Linked DNA regions of Mus musculus: region 2 is linked to region 1. Evidence: chromatin contacts called from public HiChIP or PLAC-seq data. All regions are on one chromosome and are shown on one strand. Each heading gives the region's core, a stretch centred on a gene start, on an enhancer-like site or on the middle of the called end of the contact. The rest is flanking DNA. Distances are from core to core; before and after follow the strand shown. Region 1 overlaps Trim29 (tripartite motif-containing 29). Region 2 overlaps Nectin1 (nectin cell adhesion molecule 1).

Region 1 (3,216 bases), core at 229-2,728:
GACCGCAGTGGGCTGTTTAAAAACAATCCGGGTACCTGCCTGCTCCCCATCCCTCCCCTTCCTCTGTCATAGAAGGGCAGGTGGGCCATGCTGTGGGGGGATCTCTGCCACTGCTAGGGAGTCCTGGGTCCTGTTCCAGAGAGAGAGAGAGAGAGAGAGAGAGAGAAAGAGAGAGAGAGAGAGAGAGATATGCATGTCCCCTGTCCCCACCATCCTGGCTCTCTCTCTTTGGACTTCTGTCTGCTGCCAAGGCTGGTCTCCTGGGCCACCCTGTCCCCTTAGCTCTTATGGCTGGTATGGGTTTTTCTTTCTGGAAAGAGAGAGGCCAGGTCTCAACTTCCAGTTTTCATTGTCACCCAGGATCCATAGAATCTTCTCTTTCTCTGGCAGCTTCCACCCTAGGTGCAGGGACAGCTCCAGGGGTTCTTGCTCAGTGCAGTGGGAAGTTCTGCAGGTGGTAGGGCCCACTGCATGCAGCCACAGCCTCGCTGGATCGTGGCTGCCAAATACTGACCCTGAGAACCTCTCTAGCATCTCATTCTCCAAGTCATGGGTGATCTGCCCTGCTGCCGAGCAGGCTTTCCATTGCGTCTCCCAGTCAAGCCCTTTATAGAGTGCCTGGGCTAAGAAGGAGGGTGGGGAGGCAGGCAGACTTACTCTGGCTACCCCCTTCTCATCAAGTACTGAGAGCCACCTGCTGGGACCTTGGGATGGCTGTCTTAGCCTTGAGTGACAGTCACACTGGCCAATGGCTGACCTTCTGTGGGTTCCTGGTCTGCTGCTGGTGAGATGTGAGACAACCAGAGCCAGGCAGAAGGAGTGGAATGATGGATTTGGAGTCTGGCTAGCCTTGGTTTCTAGTTCTGATAGCTCCTTGCTGCGGGCAAACTGCTGAGCTAAAAGAAAGGACCAAACAGGGGCAGACACTCACATGATGCTTGGCACAAGTGGAGCTCAATAAATGACCCTCACAGCAGAGCCAGGAGTCCCTCCTTCTGGGCAGTGTTGGCAGGGGCTGCTGACTGACTGAATGACTGTCCTGGACTCTGGCAAAGGGACAGGTCTATGGTTGTTAAGCCCTCTGGGCCAGTGGGTGGTGATCCTGGCAGCACAGTGCAGACCTAGACAGGGAGACAACGTTCTCCTGCTGTCTGGCCTCATCCATCTGACTGGCTCCTCCTTCTTCTGTCTGTCTTGCTGTCTCCTTCCTTTGCCTCTCAGGATGTCCAGTTGGCAACTGCACTGCCCCAGCTGCTGCACACCTCTGCAGGTGGCTGAACTTGGCCTTGGGCTGGATGATGCTTGGGGGTCACTTTGGGGCAGGCATTGAAGCTGCTCCATCTATGGGGCTTCCTGATTGCCATCCAGGGCTCCTCCTAACTGGAACATTTTGTCTTCCCAGGCTTTCCCTCCCTCCTCCGGAGCCAAGTTCCCAAGGCCCAGCCTCAGACTTGGAAATCTGGCAAGCAGACTCTGCTGGTGAGTACGGCGTACCGGGAGAGTTGCCAAACATAGGCATGTCCAGGGACCTGGCAACTGAGCAGGCTTCCTGAGTCTGTTTGACAAGAGTGACTTTTCTGGGCCATGCTGGGAGCATAGGAGGCAGCAGTGACCCTTACACCAACATGTAGCAAAGATAGAGAAATGGACTTACAGGCAGGGGACCAGTAACTGCACACTGCCTTTGATCTCAGTTTAGAACCTGTAACACACGCATCCTATGTTTGTATTTGCAAGTGATCACTGAGTATCGATGGTGGCTTGGTCACCAAGAGGCATGTGATTGTGATGGGTGTCACTCCTAGGGCTACTTTCTATTTCTGACAGCATTGAGGCCATTAGGGGTGATGGTGTGTGTATGGGGGCCGGGGAGCTAGAAAGCTAGAAAGGTATATTTAGAATTTACTCTCTAATAACTCTAAGCTGGGGCTATTAGAAAGCAGCACTGGAGGGAGGATGTGGCCGAGGGACGGAGACTATCTGCTGGCATCTCAGAACCACAGACCCTTTTCAAGACTCTCTTCATTCTTGTATTTATGGGTACACTGTCACTGTCTTCAGAGACACCAGAAGAGGGCACCAAATCCCATTATAGATGGTTGTGAGCCACCATGTGGTTGCTGGGAATTGAACTCAGGACCACTGGAAGAGCAGTCTGTGCTCTTAACCAGCGAGCCATCTCTCCAGGCCTTCTCTTCATCCTTATAACGTGATGATGAGACGAAGTGCCCCCCCCCCCCTTGTGGACCGACAGTCTTATCCGTGCCTGGGAATAGCATTGATCACAGACTGCCACCCTGGAGGCTTCATTTCCCCTAATGCTTCCCTCTCAACAGCTTGCTAGGTCCTGAGAGGTCATCCAGTGAGCCATGCAGGTAACACCAGGGTTTTGTTGAGATGGGGGTGGGGGATGGGGGTCAGAGCCCTCCCTTCAGCTGCTTTTGCATTTTGAGGTCAGAGCACGAGATTTACTCTGTTCTACAAAGAGCGGCTGGGGCTGGTTTAATTGAAAAAAGTCTTTAATTTGTGGGCGAGAAGAGCTAAGCGATTGCATGTAATGCGGAGCTGGGCCCAAGGGCGTTGAAGCAGCAGGACTGTGGGAAACAGATAATGGGAGAGAGTTATCCCTCTCCCTCCTATGCACCTTCCTGGCTCTCCAGCCTCGGAGGCTCCAGCAGGACAAGGCTGTGCTGTCCTACTGTGACACCTAGTGTTGGGAGGATAGAGGCCAGTGCAGTAGGAGGCCTGAGAGCCAGGCTGCCTTGTGCCTAGGCCCCAGCCAGCACCAGCTTCCTATGTGATATTGTGTGAGTCGATCTTCCATGCCTCAGTTTCCCCATTTCTAACATGAATTCTGCAGTTTGGGTGATCTCATAGTCCTTGTGACTCTCACATGTGGTGACCCTAACTAGGGAGGGATGGAAATGAGCACCCCACTCACGCCCCCTGCCCCTCAGACAGCTCTCAGACAGCAACATTGTTCACTGGCCTGCAATCCATACACTATTGACCCAGCCTTTCTGAAAGACAAGTTCTCGCCTATTCACCTTACCCAAAGCATGGTGGACTTCTTTGGGGGCCCTGGAATGGACCTGAGGGTTAGAGAGACCTGGCTCCAGGCTCTGCTCTATTAGAGCAGCCCTGTAACTTTTTGTCAATGCCCTGTTTTCCTTCTGGGGCCTTAGTTTTGTCTTCTATGAATCAATGGTTTAGCCG
Region 2 (3,216 bases), core at 184-2,683, 450 kb after region 1:
TTGAAGGATCCGAAGCCTGCTTCTCCCCCACCCTAGATGGTCCTTGGATCCCAGTCTGAGTCCACTGTCCCTTTGACTTTTCTATTTATGTACCAGAACTCACCCACCACATTTCAGTTTCCCAATCAAATCATTAATTACCCCAGTAATTAAATCCAATTAGCAGTTGTAGGGGCCTTTCTGAGTGAGGAACCATTAGCCAGGGTGAAAATGCCTGGGAGAGGGAGAGAGAGCGAAAAACTCACCCCTTCCCAGCTTTCAAAGTGAAAACAGGAGTCAGCAGTGCAAGGCCAGGGCCCCCAATTAAAGTTGGGGCCTCACTCATTAAGCTAATTTGGCATGCTATCCCAGCAGCCTCTGGTGGGAAGGCCAGCAATGGAGCCGGCCAACATTTGGTGGTGGTGGAGGTGGGACGAGCCCTGCTCACCTTGAGGGCTGAGCTGGAGATCCAGGCTTACTCAGGGAAGGGCTGGGGTCTCGTGAGTACCACTTGCTTCTGGCTTCCTTGGCTTTGGAGCTGATGAGGGTAGGGTGGGCTGAGGTGAGGTGAGACAGGAAATCCCAACCTTCTGCTGCCTGTCTGGGGAAGAGACAGCTTAGCAGTCACTTATCTTTCTAGGTCTAAGGCTGAGGGGAGCTCCCGTCCCAGGATGGCTGTGAAGAACACACACACACACACACACACACACACACACACACACACACACACACACTCACACACTCACTCTCGTCTCTGAAGCTCCTGGGTGCCTGGTAGCCACCCTTGCCCCCGACTCCATGATTCCTGAAAGTAGCCTAGCATTTTCCCTCCATTCCCCTACAGCTCGCACCACACAGTTCCCAGGTTGAGAAGCTGAGAGCCAGAAAGATAAAAATCTAAGACAGAGTCAGGCTTGGAAGAATGAAGATGAGGTATGTTCAGAGTCCTCAGTCAGGTCTCCTTGTGGCTCAGCTGGCCTGCAGCCCTGACTGGAGCAGAGCTGGGGGCCAGGGTGACAGACTCAGCCTTTTCCCAGAGCCAGGGGTGACAGGCAGAGGGGATGATGCTCGCACTTCTTAGATAGTAGGGACTCCTCGCCCATCCTGCATCAGACAGGTTCCATGTGTCTGTCATGAAGCTGTAGACCACTGCTTAACCTCCCAAAGGGGAAGGAGCAAGACATACATACCACGAGGCTCAGTAATAGAAGGCACAGCCTCTGGAGACAGGCTGTTCTTGTGTGATCATCTGGCCTTGGAATTTGGCCTCTCTGAATTCCTCATTTCCAAGACGAGAATGGTAATGAAACCTAGCACCCAGGAGTTTTGAGAATGAAACAAATTAGCCTCCATGAGCATTCAGACTTTGGACTGGCACAGTGTCTAACACACACATGCTAACTGTACTTGCCATCTCCAGGAGAGGCCCAGCAGGAAACATGTCCCTCTTGTGTCCTCTCAGGGACACACAGGCTTCTGTTGCTCAGGTTGTTGCCCAACCTTAGGGTGTTCAGAGGGGGACAGGGCCGCTCTGCGCAGGGTCAGAAGGACAAGGGGATGGGAAGGAGAGTTAGTCAAGGGAAGCAGGTGGCCGCAGAAGCCGGCTACATCTCCGCAGCTGGGCGCCATGCCCCGTGCCTACGTGCTGGCTCCCTCTGTGAGGCAGGATGGAGAACAGGCCCTGGCATGCCAGCCCCTACCAGTGACTCCTGAAACCTTGACAAGTCTGAGCTAGAAGCAGGCCTGGGCGAGGCTCCTGATAGACTCATGTTGGGCAGAGGGATGGTCGGTGTGGGAAAGACCCCACACTTGAAACTGTGACGCTGCTGGGAGAACCGGAAGGAAGCCCGGGAGGATGCTGGGTGGTGGCTGGGCTCAGAGCCTTTTCTGACTCTCTGGTCTCCTCACTCCCATGTGTCCCTGCCAGGCAGGACAGGAAGAAGTCAGGCTACAGAGGCAGCAGGGAGGGGTGCCCTCAGCATTTTGCCAAGTGTAAGGTGATGGTTTGAGTGGTGTGGAGAGAGAAGAAGGGAGCAGTGACAACCGTGTGCCAGAAACAGAGGAAGCTGCCCAGTCCTGGGGAAGTGACCTCACCCCAGCTGAGTGAGCTGGGTATGCCAGGACTTAGTGTATAGGCAGGAAGGCTAGCTTTGGGGATGGGCATGAGACTTGGCCACGGGCACTGACACTGGAAGTCACTGAAGCAGTCTAGATCAGCTAGGAAAACCTGTATTAACTACCATTTTTAGCCTCTTGGGTGCTGGAGGGAAAGACCACCCAGGGACAATTGTACAGAATCTGGACATAGCCTCAGGCCTGCACAAGGTGGGGGCAGGGTGTTCCAGTGAGCACACTCCCTCTCCCTGACCCACCATGTCAGGACCCTCTGAAGAGCTTGTCTTCACACCACACAAAGGCTGCTAGGTTAAAATCAACAACAACAACAAAGCGAGTCATAAGTGCCCTGCTTCCCTGTGACAAGTAAGCTTGGCTGAATTTAGACCTGAAGTTCCACAAAAGTTGAAAGGCAGCCAGCAAGGGGTTACCCACCTGTAGTCCCAGCAAGGGGGCACCCACCTGTAGTTCCAGCTCCACTTTTCAGAAGGCTGAGGTAAGAGACTCTCCAAAGCCCTCCATTCCAGGCCCAGCCTGGGAAACCTGTATCCCGAAAGGAGAGAGATTGGGACTGTCACCACAGGGCTGGAATGCTCACCCCATCCCCTGCTGGAGGTGTTCTGTGATTACAGCCCAGAAGAGGTCAGCACTCAGGTTGGAGTCGTGACCCTGGTTTGCTGTAGTCTGGGTTCACACGAATCTAGGCTAGAACTTCGACTGTGAGGGTTTGTGTTGAGGAGGTGGGGGAGGGTGGTTTGGAGGTTACTGTGGGTGTGTATAGGGAGTTGGGCTATGACCCCTAAAGCTAATATTGAAAGGGCATCCATGCCATATACAAGAGGTTGGGGTCACTGCAGTTCTGAGCTACAAAGCATCACTCAAGTTATGCCTTTGTAACTGATAAGACAGTTGGCCAGAGCAGGAGCAAAGCCTGCTCTGTCCCAGCATCCCTCAGGGCCCTGGCCCTGGTCTCTCTCACTCCCACTGCCCACTTGGATCATGGGAACTCAGCCTCCTGTGCCATTGAGTTTCCCATATTGCATGGTCCCTGTCCCTCTGCTTGAGGGGCAGGCCCTCTCTTAGAAGTCTGGGATACTCCTCTGACCCTTAGCATTGCCCGTA

What was found. HiChIP or PLAC-seq counts read pairs in DNA pulled down with a chosen protein or histone mark.
Region 2: an H3K27ac HiChIP or PLAC-seq map of neural progenitor cells shows a contact between it and region 1, with 8 times the contacts expected there. The contact joins two enhancer-like sites. A contact is called at or near these places in 1 of 484 Hi-C or Micro-C datasets (cerebral cortex) and 3 of 115 datasets of contacts at active chromatin or transcription factors (embryonic basal ganglia, kidney and neural progenitor cells).

Annotation. Positions count from the first base shown.
Region 1 is chr9:43,330,908-43,334,123 of GRCm38.p6, forward strand. It overlaps Trim29 (tripartite motif-containing 29), which reads left to right. Exons shown (of 9, transcript NM_023655.2): 8 at 1,403-1,479. Among named protein-coding and RNA genes, the nearest start is that of Trim29, 22 kb to the left of the region's middle. Within about 2 kb of position 1,479, at least 37 of the 459 cell types and tissues checked have an H3K27ac peak or open chromatin away from gene starts, as enhancers often do. A contact at or near this core is called in neural progenitor cells, where this site is marked.
Region 2 is chr9:43,776,183-43,779,398 of GRCm38.p6, forward strand. All of the region lies in intron 1 of Nectin1 (nectin cell adhesion molecule 1), which reads left to right. Gm46108 (a long non-coding RNA gene) reads right to left here. Exons shown (of 4, transcript XR_003948147.1): 2 at 1,170-2,637; 3 at 1-576. Among named protein-coding and RNA genes, the nearest start is that of Gm46108, 13 kb to the right of the region's middle. Within about 2 kb of position 1,434, at least 44 of the 459 cell types and tissues checked have an H3K27ac peak or open chromatin away from gene starts, as enhancers often do. A contact at or near this core is called in neural progenitor cells, where this site is marked.